2 separate regions of the Oryctolagus cuniculus genome follow, and region 1 is linked to region 2. A link is a contact called in public Hi-C data. All regions are on one chromosome and are shown on one strand. The core of a region is the stretch at or near the end of the contact, and the rest is flanking DNA. Distances in the headings are between cores, read along the strand shown. Region 1 overlaps ANO10 (anoctamin 10). Region 2 holds the start of TOPAZ1 (testis and ovary specific TOPAZ 1).

What was found. A called contact is a pair of places that touch in the nucleus more often than the background predicts.
Region 1: a Hi-C map of embryonic fibroblasts shows a contact between it and region 2, with 4 times the contacts expected there. The contact joins the enhancer-like site here to the promoter of TOPAZ1 in region 2. A contact is called at or near these places in 2 of 6 Hi-C or Micro-C datasets (embryonic fibroblasts and skin fibroblasts).

The regions. Positions count from the first base shown.
Region 1 is chr10:104,621,405-104,626,664 of mOryCun1.1, reverse strand. All of the region lies in intron 11 of ANO10 (anoctamin 10), which reads right to left. Among named protein-coding and RNA genes, the nearest start is that of ANO10, 59 kb to the right of the region's middle. Within about 2 kb of position 1,299, at least 1 of the 8 cell types and tissues checked has an H3K27ac peak or open chromatin away from gene starts, as enhancers often do.
Region 2 is chr10:104,019,944-104,025,042 of mOryCun1.1, reverse strand. It overlaps TOPAZ1 (testis and ovary specific TOPAZ 1), which reads left to right and starts at 2,856. Exons shown (of 21, transcript XM_051851862.2): 1 at 2,856-3,450; 2 at 4,058-4,119; 3 at 4,438-5,099. The coding sequence starts at 2,871.

The sequences.
Region 1 (5,260 bases), core at 50-2,549, 600 kb before region 2:
TGCATCAAAAAATAAAATAAATTTATCCCACAAGTAAAGATGATGCTTACTTAAGAGAAATTGGATACTGATTTAATCTTATGAGATGAATTTTACGATAATGCCATTATTTTATTTTATTTAAAGCACAAAAAATGTCATTGTCATTGTTTCACCTCCTACCTGTGGGTAAACTAGTCTCTTACTCAGGCTAGAGAACTGCAGAGAAAAGTGGCAGTCGAGTGTCAATTTTCAAATGCAACAATAGATGGCAGTACACACACAGCAATTGCAATGCGCACTTCTCAGACTACAGCAATGATCATTTTTGCACTTACTCAATTTCACACTGCACTAAATCAAGCTTAAAAAAAACATTAGAATCAAAAGTTAAAGCTGCCTGACTTTGAAAATGTGAGCTAGAGAAGTTACTGTAACTATCAACTCATCAATTTTAAATTACGAGAATACTCAACATGAACTGCCTAAATTGTCACATTTTCTAAGTCCTCATTGTTTCATCAAGATATTCTAACCACATAAACATATTTAGATGTCAATTAACTTGGAAAAATTAACAACATAATTTGTTTTTTCTATCAAGATGCTATTAATTTATACCAGAATTTATATATATTTATGGCTTATTTCCTTTATATTTTACTTTTCTAAAAAATTTTTATTATAAAAAATGCCTTTTTTGAATTGGTGAAATTTCTACTCATTTAGGGACCATGAACGAATAATAGCATGCTGTTAATTTAATATGCTACCAGCAAAACATTTTTTAAAACTCAATAAGTAATAATACCATCTAGGCTCCAGGAAAAAAATAGATGAAAGTATAATTTTATTTTTAAATTATCTTAAAATTTTACTTCCTTATCTGAAGCCATTTCCAGAGTTAAAAGAAAAATCTTAGAAACATGTTAATTGGAGCCATTAATAGTTTGATGAACCCTTGTAACATTCTTTTTTCCAGCTTTATTGAGGTATAAGTGACAAATAAAAACTATATATATTTAAAGTACACAATGTAATGATTTGCTATGTCTACACTAGGAAATAACATAATTAAGCTAATTAACATAATCCATCACTGCACAGTTAATCTTTAAGATTCTTTCTTGGAAATTTTTAGCTTTTATTTATTAGAAAAGGCAGAGCGACAAAGATCTCCCATGCACTGGTTTGGCTTCAGAAGCCTTCAGGACAGGACAAAGCCAGGAGCTGGGACCTCGGCCCGGGTCTGTCTTGTGGGCAGCAGGAGTGCAACTACTGGAGCGCTCGCCTCCTGTCTCCCAGGGTGTGCGGGAGCAGCGAGCAGGGGTGAAGCTGAGCTGAGACTGGATTCCTGGCACCAAATGCTGCTGTGAACGCCACCCCCCGTAACACGCTCACCTGCCATTTCAGCTGGATTGAAAGCTCATACTGTAGCAAACCAAAAATTTATATTTACTCACTTATTTATAAATGTTCCACTTTTTGGATTCTTTGTTAAGAACAGATGGCATACAACGGAGGTCTTAGCAACACCAGAATAAAATTAGTTAACTCACTGATCTTCTGGCTGTTTCTAATACTTTATCAGAATATAACCAAAGTCAGAGAAACAAAATTCTCAAGTTAGAAACAAAAGCCAGGGTCCCCTCAAATGTATCAAAGTCAATAAAACAAAAGCAAGCAAATCTTCAAATATGCTTATTACTGTGGCAAAAGGAGCAAGCTATTCTCTGCCAGTATAACCCAACTTCTGATCAATAGTAGTTAACACTAAAAAAAAAAAAAAAAAAATCATCAAACAAGTAGCTATGGCTTACTGCAAGAACACTGAAACAAATACACTCCCAAATACCCCCAACAATCTCGGAAAAAATCCAAGCCGGTGGTTTCATGCTTTCAAAACTTTCAAGAAAAAATACACAAGTTGGACTTCATCAATATTACAAATCTTTGTGCATGCAAAGATACTATCAGAGTGACAAGCAACCCATGGAATGAGAGAAAACATTTGGAAATCAGATTAAAAAAACTGATATCTAGAATAAGATAAAGAACTCCTGCAACCCAACATCTGATTAAAATGAGGACTTAAGGGGCGGGCGCTGTGGCATAGAAGGTTAAACCTCCACCTGCAGTGCCGGCATCCCATAGGGACGCTGGTTCAAGTCCCAGTGACTCCACTTCTGATCCAGTTCCCTGCTAATGCACCGGAGAAAGCAGCAGAGGATGGCCCAAGTGCTTGGGCCCCTGCACCCACGTGGGAGACTTGCATGGAGTTCCTGGCTCCTGGCTTTGGTCTGGCCAGTTGGAAGTGAACCAGTGGATGGAGGATGTGTGTGTGTGTGTGTCTTCCTCTGTGTAACTGACTTTTGAATATCTAATAAATTTTTTCAAGAAAAAAAAAAAAAGCTCTTGACTAGACATTTTCCAAAGGAGGCCAACAGTCACATAAAATGCTCAGCATCACCTGTCACTGGGGAAAAGCACATAAAAGCTGCAGATCCCACTGCATGTCCATTAGAGTGCTAGTGTTCCCACACACACACATACAGAAATCATAACTGCTGACAAGGATGTGGATCAACTGGAACCCGCATGTCATACTGGCAGGGAATATGAAATGGTACAGCGGCTGAGGGGGACGGTAAGTTGATTACCACGCGATTCAGCAATTCCACTTCTGGGTGTGCACTCCAAAGCAACAGAAGCAGAGACTTGAACACATAGGCCTACACCTGGGGTCACAACAGCACTCTTCCCCTCAGCAATTCAAGTGTCCACGGACAGATGAATGGGTACAGACAATGTGGTATACACATAGCATGTACTATCTCTCGGTCACAACAGGAAGGGAAAAGGGGCAGGTGTCGGCCAGAGAGAGGGAAGCCGCTGCTTGGGACACCAGGGTCTCACACTGGAGCACTTCCAATCCAGCACCCTGCTCATGCGCACCCTGGGAGGCAGCACATGACGACTCAAGTACTCGAGTCTCTGTCACCCACGTGGGATTCCCCGATGGAGTTCCTGGATTGTGGCTTCCACGTGACCTAGTTCTAACTGTTGCAGGCATTTGGGGAGTAAATTAGTAGACGGAAGATTTCTGTCTCTGTCTCTCCCTCCCTCCTTCCTCTGCCTCTCTGTGTGCTTTTCAAATAATAATTATAAAAAGGAAGGCAACGCTGACATATACTCCAAAACAGATGAGCCTTGGGGTATTATGGTCAACAAAATAATCCAGGCATGAAGAGGCCGAGTAAGGATTCTGCATAGATGGGGCACGGAGAAGGGCTGAATTTGGAGACACTGACAGTGGCCAGTGGGAAAGAGGTGGTGGGGAGTCAGTGTTTAGGGCACGGGGTTTCAGGCTGACAGTAGAAAGACGTTCTGGAGGCGGATGGGCCTGACAGCTGCACAGGCCGTACTCCATACCTCCAAACCCTGCACAGACTGTACTCCATACCACCGAACCCTGCACAGACTGTACTCCATACCACCGAACCCTGCACAGACTGTACTCCATACCACCGAACCCTGCACAGACTGTACTCCATACCACTGAACCCTGCACAGACTGTACTCCACACCACCGAACCCTGCACAAGCTGTACCCTATACCACCGAACCCTCACTTAAAAATCACAGACTGTACTCGATACCACTGAACCCTGCACTTAGAAGTGACTAACAATAAAGTTTATGTAACGTGTACTGTATCAAAACATCTTGAAAATGCAACTGACAGCGTATTTCCAATTCAGTTACAATCTCCTCCTCAACCCTTTGATTTGTTCTGGGCCATCTCCATCTTAGAAAACATGGATAATATCCCAGTTACCTGCATTTGTCAAGAAAAACACACACACCAAAATAATCCCCCTTTCTAGGCCCTAGTCTTGGTAACCAAGGCAAATACTTCTTATTTAACAGAGGTATAAATCCAGGAGGTAATAAGTTCGTGCAAAGCCTTGCTGGTTGTGTGCCAGCGGATTCACTCTGGGCTGCACATGCCATTCTTCTACGTCGCGATCGAGTCCACATCAGCCCCTGGTGGTGCCTTTCTCTCCCACCCTTCAGCCCGGCAGCCACCTCTGCCTGGCACAGCAGGGTGAGCATTCAGATGCGAAGCTTGCGCTCTCTAGCCCAAGGACAAGGAGAGGAGCGCCTAAGAAGCCAGACAAGTTGACACAACGTGACTCCATTCCTGCCAGACACTGCGAGAAAGCCAGCCAAGAAACGGACCTTCCAAATGCTCTAGAGATCAGGATGAAGCCACACCTCACCCTTCCCGACAGACCTACACAGAGCCAGCAGAGTCTCCCCCAGCTTACCGCCGACCACTTACTTGGCATACTGCTTATACTGCCTAGTTACAGCTCGAGGAGATGCACTTAACCAGATACATATGTGGGCGTGTGCGTGTGTGTGTATGTATAAAATATGCACATCTTCTCAACCTCATTACGAAGCAGAATTCTTGAGGACAAAACTTAAAAGACAAATGTGTCTTTTCTTTGCACCAGATTCAGCACCGAACACACAGAGCTCTCAGTATTGATTGGGTGCAATTTAGTTAAGAAATGTAACGGATGAGCACTGGCCACTTCACGCCCTACGAGCAGCACTCAGAAATGCTGGAAGCCAACAAATACAATCTTAGCATTAAGCTAAACATGAACATCTATCAGGAAAAAGGGGAGACGTGCACTTTTCCTCTTTAAATAAGCAAAACTGAGATGCTCATGAATTCATTGATTCAACGTCCATCTAAACACGAGGCTTCACTATTTTAAGGAGCATTCTTGTCTATGAGGACACAGACACCGCCTTACCCTCACAAAGCTGAAAGTGCACAGAGAGAGGTTAAATAAACCCACAAGTGCAAGGTTCCTGCGTGGGACAAATGCCTTGAAGGAGAAGCAAGCAGGTCTCACGAGAGGCTAACATGAGAGCCCTGGCTGAGCTGGAAGGATCAGGTGGGCCAGGCAATTAGGTGACATCTGAGCCGGCATCTGCAGGACTGTGTGTGTGCAATGGTCCTGAGCTGAATAGGAACGTTAACAAACAAGATAACAAGAGCTCCCACTTCGGGAAAGATGGAACGGGAGTACGTCTCACCATTCCCCCAAAGTGCAACTCAAAACTCTGGACACTACACGAGAAATAAGCCCAAGACGACTAAGCAAGGAGGCAGAAGGCAGACTGGCCGGGCTACCTGGGCCACGAGATCAACAGGCAGCGAGTTCCCTCGATTCTGCTTTGCCTTGTGTATCCCAACTGA
Region 2 (5,099 bases), core at 1,607-4,106:
GTCAAACAGTATTTTTCACTTTGTGTTTCTGTGTGGGTGCAAACTGTTGAAATCTTTACTTAATATATATTAAATTGATCTTCTGTATATAAAGAGAATTGAAAAGGAATCTTGATGTGAGTGGAAGGGGAGAGGGAGTGGGAGAGGGGAGGGTTGCGGGTGGGAGGGAAGTTATGGGGGGGAAGGGAGGGTTGCGGGTGGGAGGGAAGTTATGGGGGGGAAGCTATTGTAATCCATAAGCTGTACTTTGGAAATTTATATTCATTAAATAAAAGTTAAAAAACAAAACAAAATGAAAACTATAATCTTCAGCTTAAAATAATGGATGGATTGAATTGAAGTGAAGTAAATTAAATGAGTCATTATATGAGAATAATTTTGAAGACACTAAAAATTTCTGTTGGTTGAATTCTAAGATTCTGTATTTATATTCTGTTATGGATTATCTTGAAAAACTACTAGTAGTATTGTGATATTATATATTTTGCATAGTTTCTTGTTCAAATATTCCTTTTCCCTAGAGGATTAAACAGATATGCAAGACAAAAAAAATAAGAAAAGAAAAAACAGTGATGACTCAAGTAGTTGGAGTCCTGCCACCCATGGAGACCTGGATTGAGCTCCCAGCTTCAGCCCTCCGGCCATTGTGAACATCTGAGGAGGGACCTGGCAAGAGTATTCATTCTCTCTCTAAACTTTTTAAAACTTCAAAGATTTATTCGAAGTGTGGAATGAAAGAAAGAGAGAAATGAAAGGGCTATCATCCATCTGCTGCTTAACCATCTCCCCCCCCCCGCTCCCCCCCCCCCCCCACAATGGCCCCAACAGCCAGCACTAGGCCAGGCTGAAGAAAGAGCCAGGAACTACTCCATCCACCTCTTCTAGATGGGCTATACAAACCCAAGCATTAGGGCCATCCTCTGCTACCTCTGAGGGACATTGGCAAGAAACTGGATAGGAAGCATGGGAGTAGCCAGGATCTGAACCAGATATTCCCAATATGGGATGTGCGTGTCCCAAGCCGTGACTTAACTTACTGAGCCATGATACTCACCCCTAAAATGTTTTGAAAATTTCAAAATGTGGGGAGAAATGGAATGTAAGTATAGTTTTTGTTAGTATTTTTATCTCTTTTGTTTCTTTTCCTACCTCTACAGTCAACAAGGGAGCAAGGATGGTTCAGCATACACAAATCAATAAATATGATCTTCCACATAACGAAAATGAAGGAAAAAATGACCATCTAAAAGAAGCAGAAAAGAGCATACAATAACATTCAATATTCTTTAATGATTAAATGGAAAAAGTTGGCATATGAAGAATGTATCTCAACATACAAGTCATTTGATCTCACTTATATGTGTAATTAAAAAGGCTGATCTCATAAAAGTCAAGAGCATTACTGTGATCACCAAATTGCTGAAAAGAAAAGGAGGGAGAGAGGTTGGGGAAAGGTTGATTATTTAGACAGGAATAGCTAGCTTGATAAAAATAAGAACTTATGGTGGTCCATTGCACAGTAGGGTGATTATAGATAATGATAATGTTCTATAAATATTTTCTAAAAAGAAAAAAGCTAGGATTTGAAGGTTTTTTAAATCATAAAGATGAATGAGATGTACTAGTTCACCCTGACTTGAACATTATACACTTCATACATGTATCAAAATATCACATGGTGCCAATAAATATGGGTAATTTTTTTGTCAGTTAACATTTTTCAAGTTTTCAAAAATGATGATTTTATGGCTCTCACAGGAGTAAAAGTGAAAGGTTTTATTTCTCTGATTAGGCAAATTTTATAATCAACGTTTCAAAGAACAATTGCAGGGAGCACATTTTTACATCAGGAATATTGAATGCATGTAGAAATGGAGGCAAAACTGGCTTCTTCAGCAGTGGGGGTGGGAAGTCAATTACATTTCTACTGGACAGAATTTTCACATCTATAGACCATTGTTTTAAAAGATTTATTTTATTTATTTGAAAGACAGAGTTACAGAGTGAGGTAGAGACACAGAGAGAGGTCTTCCATCTGCTGGTTCACTCCCCAGATGGCTGCAACGGCCGGAGCTGCATGGATCGGAAGCCTGAAGCCAGGAGCTTCTCCCAGGTCTCCCACGTGGGTGCAAGGGCCCAAGGACTTGAACCATCTTCTACTGCTTTCCCAGGCCATAGCAGAGAGCTGGATGGGAAGTGGAGCAGCTGGGACTAGAACCAGCACCCATAAGGGATGCCGGCGCTTCAGGCCAGGGTTTTAACCCACAGCACCACAGCGCCAGCCCCTAGACCATTGTTTTTAATGACTGTCAGGAATCTGCAATCTATAGAATTGTGAAACAGTTTCCACAAGAACCAGAGAGATCTTTGGAAGGATGACTTGTATCCATAGCTTTCCACTGAAGCACAAATCGTTCCCTACAGGGACAGTTAAGACAAAACTCCTAAATATTCAAGGTTCACATCATACCCCACTTGGGGTTTGGGCGTCTCTCTGTGAGTTGCAGCCTTGGAGCACAGGAGATTCGCCAAGGGGCAAGCTGGGGAATGCCAAGAAGCCTTTGCCACGTGAGGGGCATGACCTGGCAGCAGGTGGCAGCTTGACTGAAACCGCTCAAAGACGGCGGCACGGAGAACATTTGGGCTGGGTCAGTCATGGACACATGAGGGCCAGGGCTGGAGTCATGGCCAAGAGGGGCCAAGCAACAGGAAAAGCAGGAGCGGGCAGACCTAATGGCCGTGGATGAGAACTGAGGCCGGGAGAAGACTGTCCGATGGCCTCTAGGTTTCAGGCTCAAAGAACCGCCTGCATGGTGGCGGTACAAGCTCGCGAGGAGTAACCAGCTAATGTCTGCGCCTCCCAGTCCGCCATGCTGCGGTATCTGGCTGAGCGCACCACAAGACGTCAGGACGGAAGCCGTGGGCGGACACGGGTGTCTGGGGGCGGCTGCGACTCAGAAGGTCCAAGCCGAGGCGCGTGCACAGCCTCACTGCAGCCCCACGCCGACGAAACGCCTTCGGGAGCCACGAGGGCCCGCGGGACTCGCGGCCCTCACGCCCGTTGGGCCTCGCCGCGCCCTCCCGGCCGGCCGCGCGCGGGCGCCCCACTTCCGCTTCCGGCGGCGCCGAGTGGTGGACGGCGCAGGAGCGGGCTGCGGGCCGGGGCGGTGGGCGTCCGACGGCGGCGGGAGCGGGCTTCTCCGGGCTTGGGAGCGGCTGCGAGCGGAGGCCCAGGGCGGATGCGGTGGCCGACGTCCCCGGGCCCCGCCACGGCCCCTGGGCGGGAAGGCGACGACGGGCGAGGCCTGAGGAAGCGAAGCCGGCGGCAGGCAGCAGGGCCCCAGGAGGCGGGCGGCGGCGAGCCCGAGGCCCGGAGGCGCGAGGAGAACAGGCCGAAGAGGAGGATGGTGGCCCGGGTGTCTGGGAGAGAAGTAGAAAGTGACAAGTCGGGTGAGGTGCCCCTGGCTGGGCCAGCCGCGAGGCGGCGAGTGGAGGGTCGGGGGACCAGGTGGGCCCTGCAGACCCCTGGGCCCGGACAGACAGAGCTGCAGCGAAGGAGGCGGCGCTCGCCTTGCCCTGGGGGAAGAAAGAGTAAGGAAGCCTTGAGCGGTTGCGCTCATCAAGCTTTTGCACCCCAGACTGTGCCGTCTGTGCTGTACCACCGGTCTGTAACTTGGATCCGTGTGGTCTTAAATGATGCACCTGGATGACCAGGGTTTTCTTAGGTGTTCGTTCTCATGGGAACCCTTGATCGGGATTTCTGTAGGAGGAATTCCCACTAGTATGGTCCATATTTGCTGCCATAGAATGATGATGCTAAGGGTTCTTCGGCTGCCTTAGAATTTATTCCGCTTTATATGTAGCTCCACAACAGAAAGTAGGTATTTTCTTTTCTTTTCTTTTTTTTTTTTTTTGAATGTGTATTTCCATACAGCTGTCAGGGGGAATGGAAATGGATGGCTTCACGATTAAAAATAATAATAATAATAATAATAATAATACTGCTTTTTTCCATTAGTGTATAATGTTTTCTGATATGTTTTGTTGTTTTGATCAGCCAAGGAAAAAAGAAAAGTTACTGAAGCCTCAAATGATGATCTACAGCCAGGGATTGACCTGGTAAGAAAGGAATCATTAACCAGTTCATCATCTTTCTAAATAGTGGAGTGCAGTGAATTTCAAAATAGGGCTTTCTTGCAATCTTTGGGTAAGGAAGATTTGGTAGAAAGTATTAAAAGAAGAATACAAATAAAGTTTAAAAGGTTACAAACTTAGCCTCTCCAAATAACTGAAAATAAAGTTATACAAAATATTAAGGTTGCATTTCAAGATGAACTGTACAAGAATACACCAAAATATTGTAATTGCTTATCACCTGGAGTAGAAAAGAATGCCACTTTAAAATTACATGATTCCAATTGTTTCCTCCATCCCAAGGGTTGTAATGATGAAAACAACTTTGCATGTAAACTTGATGATGGATGTGTGCATGTCGCAGAAAATTCCACAAAATTAAAGAAAGAAAACCTTAGAAGTCTTGCAGAGAAGAGTGACACAAATAGTATTCCTGAGCTCTTACAAACTGAAGAAAATTTAATGGGAGTAAATAAATTATGGCTTGAAAGGAGTGATTTATACCAAAGTAAAAATAATGGCTTACTTTCCTACCTCCAAAGTGAAAAAAATAAATATTCATTAGAAGAGAGTAATGTTGGGAGAAAAACCAGGAAAAAGATGAAATTGTCTGAAAAAGAAGAAAAGGTTCTTGAGATGAATTTCTCTGATGTGTCTAAAAGCTCTGAGTTGGTGTTGCAAGAAAACCAAGTGGGTGCCAAGGGTAGAGAAGCAGAGAACCTAGAAGATTCAAGAAGTCCTAAAATTGAATTAAGAAAAGTAAACCACAAAACACTCTGTCCAGTGGATCATTTATTAAGTCTCCCAGAAACAGTAGAAATAAAAAGTCCTAGACATCATGTAAATGCTGTGTTTCAGAAAACCCTTGAGCCTCTTTTGAAAGAAGAAACAAAGAACGCTTTAGAGTCCATAGGATGTAAAATTGAGCAAGAAGAGAGTTTGAATGACAAACAATCATTGACAAA